Linked DNA regions of Mus musculus: region 1 is linked to region 2. The links are chromatin contacts, called in public promoter capture Hi-C maps. All regions are on one chromosome and are shown on one strand. The core of a region is the stretch at or near the end of the contact, and the rest is flanking DNA. Distances in the headings are between cores, read along the strand shown.

Region 1 (3,424 bases), core at 402-2,901, 110 kb before region 2:
AGAGCTGTATAACCCTGCCTTGAAAACCAGAAAAAAAAAAAAAAAAAAAAGATAGCATATGTTAGAGTTTTAGTAACCTTCTTTACACGCACACATTTTTATTCCCCTTTCCTCTCCAGGAGTGTTTTGTTCACCCTAATTTTGAATCCGTTCAACAGCTGTCACCTACCTCATCTTCACTGGCACTCAAGGGGTAGTTGCTTGTCAAATCCATTAGATCATCCTGCTGGCTCAAAGCCAGAAGGCTGTTTTAAAAAGGCAACACAGAAACATTAGCACATGAAATAACTCTTCTTTTAAACCAGCAGTTCTCAACCTGTGGGTCAAAACCCACAGGGGTGTGTGTGTGTGTGGGGGGGGCAAAAGGTCCATTCCCATGGGTCATGTGTCAGATATCCCGCATTTCAGACATTATTCATGTTACAATTCATAACAGTAGCAAAAGTGCAGTTATGAAGAAGCAAGGAAAGTAATTTTATGGTTTATGTTTTGGGAGGTGGTCATGAACCCCAGAACATGAGGAACTGTAGTAAAGGGTTGAGCAGCACTAGGAAGGTGGAGAACTATTGATCTAAACAAATATCTGTTTGCTCAGTTCTGAGTATTCTTATCTGAGAAGAGGTGCAAAAAAACAAAACAGAAGGTAATTAGTTAAAGTGTTTTTAGAAGGGGGTCAGGCATCACTTCCAAGATGACAATATCGGCATGGGAAAGACAACACTGGTTAGTGGCTGACCCTGCACTTCTGTTACTTACTATGCTTCAATTTCCCACTGACGCTACTGCTGTCTTTTGAGGCAAAGGCAGTTTCCTATTAACTATTTAAACGTGTATTTTATTTTATTTTTTGAGACAAGAGTTGTTCGGTGTAACCTTAGCTGTCCTGGAACTCGCTTTGTAGACCAGCCTGACCTCACACTTGGAGATTGGCTTGCTTTTACCTCCCAAGTGCTGAGATTAAAGGCGTGTGCCGCCACCAACTGGGAAACCTTTTAAACATTCGAAAACATTCTATTAATGCTTCTATGGATCTCCCACCGGTCAGGTGCCTTGATTAAGTGCAACTTATTAAAAATGTAATCTTGATAATTTGTTCGCATAACTGAGGACGTAGGGTAATGGTTGAAACCAACTGTATAAATGGGTGTTTAAGGTGATTAGAATTTAGGAAAAACCTACTATTACTTAACAGTGGATCTCGGTATTTACTAAGCAAACATTACCAAAGCGACTACATTTAGATTTTTCTAACGTTGAGGGGTAACATGAAATACCTGTTAGGTCTGGCACAACTTGGCACTCTCACAGACGGCGCATGTTGCGCGTGGCAGAGGCAGAAAATGCGCACGTGACAAATAAAGGGAAATCAATAGTAACTTTGCCAAGAGTCGGACGACCATCAGACCTAACAGCGATGCAACTTAAGAGCCGAGAAACTGAGGAGCAAAGCCAATTTAAATTAAGGGACTTTAGGATTCCTAGCCGATACATTAACTACTGGCAGGGTTTGGGGAGGCGAATCTCTAACAAACAGCAGTTCGGCTTCCACTTCCCTAAATACAGGAAATTCAGCCCTCAAAAATACCCGGGAATCTCCTTTCCCTTTTACGTCTTACCCCTTCGTAGCTTTGATAGAGTTCATCGCTGTCGCCGGTAACTCACATGGGTCAGGAACGGAAACCAAAGAGAGAGCAAGCTCCTTGCCTGCCGCAAAGCAAATTTTGCTTCCGCTAATCACGCGCGACAACGCGCGTCATTTCCGCCCAGGGGGAGGCTTGCAAAGTATTGTAGGCGCTCCAGGATTGGTCGATGGAAAAGCCGGCTGCCTGCCAGTTGGTCCGCACTGCCGGTGGGTGGGACTTGCCGGTCCCCATTCTTCTGAGAGGTTTTTATTTAGGTTGGCGGTATTGGTTCCCTGGCATTCGGTTTTCTTGCGGTCCGAGATTAGTGTGGTGAGGGCGAGGGTGCTGCGCTGTCAGGGACGGAGCTAAAACCAAAACCAATCAAACCAAAACAAAGCCTCCAGGGCCAGGCCCCGTTGGACTCTGTCGCACAGCTCTGGACTGGCCAGCCCCAGACTGTGTTGGACTCCTGCCAGATCAAGGGGACGGGAACGTAGCAAGTTTCTATCCATCTGAAGAGAAATTCTTTTTGAGCCGGTGTACCTGTGATTACAGCTCATTGTCCCCTTTTCCTATACAAGAAAATGTCACTCGAGAATGTGTTATGAGGCAGAAAGATCTCTTCTTGCTCCATCCGGTGCAACATAGTAGGACCCATACACACATGCACGCACACACAATCTTATTTTATCCGGTCCATAGCTCACTAGTAAACTGCTTGCAGCACAGGCATGAGGCTGCAGTTTCTCAACTCTTGCTTTTTTTTTTTTTTTTTTTTTTTTCTTGTTTGAGACAGGCTAGCCTTAAATTGGTGATCCTCTTGCTTTAGCACCCGACCTGCTGAGATTACATGCTTTTGTGGTACCACGTCTGGCATAATTTGTAAATAATAAACCTATCTATGTGTGTGAGTGCATTTGCGTGTGCGTGCGCGTGTGTGTGTGCGCGCGCGTGTGTACGCATGCCATTGCACACGCGGAAATCAGGACAACCTGTAGGAATTCCTTTCACCATCTGGCTGCAGGGGATTAAATTTAGGTTGTCAGGGTTGGGGGGAGGGTGTCAAATGCTTTTGACCAGCCTGAGACTTCTTGCATAAAAACATTATTGCCATTTCTTTTAGGTCATTTCCATTTTGTTTTCTCCAACGGTTGCACTGAAATTTCTTATGGTAATCGGCAATGCTCTAAAATTCTTAAATAAAATAATACTTTCTAGTCTTTGTGGTCCCAGAATTGAATATGGGATTTGATAGTTGTTTTTGTTTTTCATTATTCATTCAGTAAAATTTTTTTAATCATTGACTATGTGCCAGGTTTTTAGGAGTTATTGATACATTGTTGAACAAAGCAGATATTTTCTATGGTTTCATAGACACAATTTTCCAGTGGGCTTAAGGACAATTTTTTAAAAATTATTTATTTTTACTTTACATCCTGCTCACTGCTCCCCTCCCAGTCAATTTTAAATGTTGCTAAAACTCTAGCCCAGAGTTCCCTGACTGCTCTCTCCTGGTATCCTCTATGATGGTAGCTCTATGACCATCTTCTTCCATTTTCTTTCTTTCTTTTTTGTTTTTTTTGTTTTGTTTTTTGTTTTTTTGTTTTTCAAGACAGGGTTTCTCTGTGTAGCCCTGGCTGTCCTGGCACTCACTTTGTAGACCAGGCTGGCCTCGAACTCAGAAATCCGCCTGCCTCTGCCTCCCGAGTACTGGGATTAAATGTGTGCGCCACCACACCCGGCTCTTCTTCCATTTTCTTTGTTGTGTGCTTCTAATAAACTTATGCCCTAAGTGATGCTAT
Region 2 (3,453 bases), core at 15-2,514:
CCTGATTAAGGCTTGGGTGCTTGGATCTAGTCAGGCCTGCTTTGGACCATTCCTGTGGTCCACTTAGACATGCAGACTGGACAGGCTGATTGCCTGGGAGAGTCCTGACATAAAATGAACTCTATACATACAGCCAGGGAAACCTGGATATCAGAGTCTTCAAGAATCATTCAGTCTAGCTCCTGTCTCAGGAAGATGAACACTTCAGCCATTTTTGACAGCTACCTTCCTTCCTGGACTTTGAAATCCCCTTCCCTCCCCCAACGAACTTTTCCCCCTTAGCTCTCACACCTACTCACCATGCAAGTCATCAGCTCCATTTCTCATTCTTCATAAGTTCACTTGCCCAGAAAGAACCTGTTCAACCCCCCCCACACACACACACACACCACCACCACCACCTGAACTTTACGGCATTTGGGTGGGCTCTTTTCCTGAGTCTGAAATTTACTTACTGCTTCATCTCCAGTGGCCTGGGGGAGATGTTGTAGATCTGAGCCTAGTGGGAAATGGCTATGGCTCCTGCCAAAGAGTTAGGGAGTCTGTGACCACCTTGGCTGGGTAGGCTAGTAGGGCCCTTTGAATGAGGTAGTCCCCAGAGGACACACTCGAGCAAAAGCAACACAGAACCCGAGCTAGAGAGACAAAATTAATTACGCTCTTTGGATTCAATTTGAACACGACATTTTGTAACTCTCCAACTGATGTCTGTGGATTTAACTCTTATGTTCTTCAGTCTATCACTCTAGACTTCCAAAGGCCCAACTCATAGCTCTGTATTCCAGAGTTTAGAAAGTACCTTCAGTACTTTTACTACTCAAGTGAGCGTTGAGCCCCATCCCCTTGCTTTCTGGAAGAACCCTCACGTCCAAGCTCAACATAGAGCCTTGGTTCAACTTCCACCTTCTAAGAGTCCATGAAGGCCTTGGTAGAGAGTGTAGAGGAGAGAAGGAAGGAGTGTACGCTCAAAGATGCGCCTTACCTTTTTCTTCTGAGTGGGCTCTTTGTCACTGGCGTTGGAGGGTTTGCGACGCAACATGGTCCTCTACAGAAATGGCACTCCTGCTCTGTTCTCCAAGGAGCTAAGATGCAAAAATCTCTTGTTAAAGCCTCCCCAGCACCAGCCAGTTGGCACAGCATAGACTGAGCCTGGGGCTGCTACTCTTTACTGCTGCAGTGGCAGCTTGGGGGTGCGGGCCATGGACACCCAGCAGCAGCAGCATACAGGAAACCTTGCCACGTGACCTGCTCTTACAGCAATCATGGCCCCTGCCGGCCTCTAGGGAGGAAGGAAGTCCCAGCTTCAGTCTCCAGAGATTCTGATGCAGACAGACCTTGAGTTGAACAGTCAGAGAAAAGCCCCAATCCTGTTGTCTCCGGTCATCCACTACAGTCCTTTCATGTTCTGGCTTATTTGGGCTTTACACTCACTGACTAAACCTCTGAAATCAGAAGGTGAACAATCTCCCTGCCTGTTGAGTAAATGCCCCCAGTCTATTTGCATCTTCCAAGTCATTACTGCGATCACGATTACCATTACTGTCACTCCTGTGGCCATCATCTTGATGGTTATCACTACTGCTACCATTACCAGATAGCCATTACTACAACCGTGACTACCACCACTCCCCACGCCCCAGCCATCATCCCTCCTACCATCCCTACTGCCGTCAGTATACCTTAGCTATGATTGGTAAAGCTCTCATCTCTTCAGAGATTTCTACTGCTTCATCATCCTTAGAGTGGTCACCTTTACAGATGCTATAGTCATTTCCATGATGCTCTCATCCCTACAACCTTCAATAGCCCTGTATCCACTGTTTCTAAAGCTATCAATCCAGCAACTATCCACATTTCCATCAGCACACATATGGTTTTCAGTCTAGATGAGGTGTGCCTACACACAACAACCCCTCAGGTCATACAAGAACAACTGAGAAATGTTTGAAGGCAATGCCACGTCAACAGCAGGTGCCCCATTCAAAAGGCATTCATCAACTGCCTGGGCATTGCGCCCATCTTGTGGGTTACATTCAGCACATGATGGTGATGATGATGATAATGATGACAATGGCAATGTTGATTTGCAGTGCTTAGGGGTCTCACCTATGGCTTACCCATGCCAGGTAAGTTTACTACCATTGAGCAATTGCGGTAGATGTTTAAGTACTTTCAATGATTCCTGTTCACTACAAAGCAACTGGTATGTATCATTTACACTTTATCAAATACAGATGACAATAAAATGAAATTTCAAAAAAGTCTCCATAATTGGATTTCACACTGTTTAGGTAAATATCCTTTACTGTTTTCAGCACCTAGCACCTCTCTCTAGACAGAAATTTACTTCTTACAAAGAATCACACCCGTACAGGACGAAAAACATTGGTTTGGGGAGATTTGGAAAAATTGGAGGGACAGATAACTAAGGACATATAGAACATTTTGGAGGTGATGAATAAGTTTGTTTATTGTGATTGTGGTAATAGTTTTAGGAATGTCTACATCAGGAAAACTATCTTGAATTTTTAATGAAAATAAACTCCCCATTTCTCCTGCTCAAGGCCTTACTGTGTGTCCCAGGCTGGCTTGGAACTTATGATGAGTGCTGGGATTATAGATGTGGACCACCATGACTGGCCGAACTAGTCTGGAACGGTTATTTTTCATGTGGACATGCGTGTGTATGTGTGCACACTCAGGATGCGTTCTCAGCTGTGCGTTCACATCTGGGGGTAGCAGTCGATGCTCTATTACTCTCTACCTTAGTTTTGGGGAAAGGGGCCCTCGCCACATCTGGAGCTGATGGTTTTCAGCTAGACTGGCTGGCTAGTGACCTTCTGGGATCCATAGGTCTCTGCTTTCCCCATTCAGGGCTGGAGTTATAGATATCTGTCTATCACCCAGCTTTTATGTAGGTTCCAGGGATACAAACTCAAGTATTCGTGCTTTTACAACACGCTCTTTCCTCAACGAATCATCTTCTTAGCCTGAATGATACGATTTTTTTTTTACATGGCTGATTAGCATTCAGTTGTCTGAACCCACAATAATTATCTTGCCTTGGTTGATTTTTTAAAAAATGTACAAGTACTTATTGAATGTCCTTAAGGTAAATACTCAGTCACATGTATAAGTTTATGATTAGGCTAAGTGTCTAGAAAGTTTGGAATTGCTGGGGTAAGGGATGCTCACCGCCCCCCCCCCTTGATTCAAAGATAGTTTTATTCTTACACTAAGAGAATTCTTCAAAGAATGTAGAAGAGAACTATTAAGAATTGAACCCTCAAAGCGACGTGAAACTGAATATTTATTTTCAGTGAGGAGTATATCTTACCTGGTCCATGCCCTGCCTACAACTTTCATTTCCTAACCTCATACATCACTATAAAGAAATCAAACGATTCACCTTTGCAAGGCTTTCGTTTCTGTGACACTTGTGAAATCCTGAGC

The links. Capture Hi-C pulls out chosen DNA fragments and counts their contacts.
Region 1: a contact with region 2 is called in a promoter capture Hi-C map of liver. The contact joins the promoter of Utp14a here to the promoter of Sash3 in region 2. A contact is called at or near these places in 9 of 39 promoter capture datasets (the 3T3-L1 cell line, the C10 cell line, the HPC-7 cell line and 5 more), 14 of 484 Hi-C or Micro-C datasets (B cells, CD4 T cells, CD8 T cells and 8 more), 12 of 115 datasets of contacts at active chromatin or transcription factors (the 230-238 cell line, the HPC-7 cell line, the SCID.adh cell line and 9 more) and 4 of 9 other capture datasets (adipose tissue, liver, macrophages and 1 more).

What each region holds. Positions count from the first base shown.
Region 1 is chrX:48,255,161-48,258,584 of GRCm38.p6, reverse strand. It overlaps Utp14a (UTP14A small subunit processome component), which reads right to left and starts at 1,651. Exons shown (of 15, transcript NM_028276.1): 1 at 1,617-1,651; 2 at 170-245. The coding sequence starts at 1,642. It overlaps Gm39511 (a long non-coding RNA gene), which reads left to right and starts at 1,793. Exons shown (of 3, transcript XR_882302.1): 1 at 1,793-1,849.
Region 2 is chrX:48,144,247-48,147,699 of GRCm38.p6, reverse strand. Sash3 (SAM and SH3 domain containing 3) reads right to left here and starts at 1,264. Exons shown (of 8, transcript NM_028773.4): 1 at 983-1,264. The coding sequence starts at 1,039.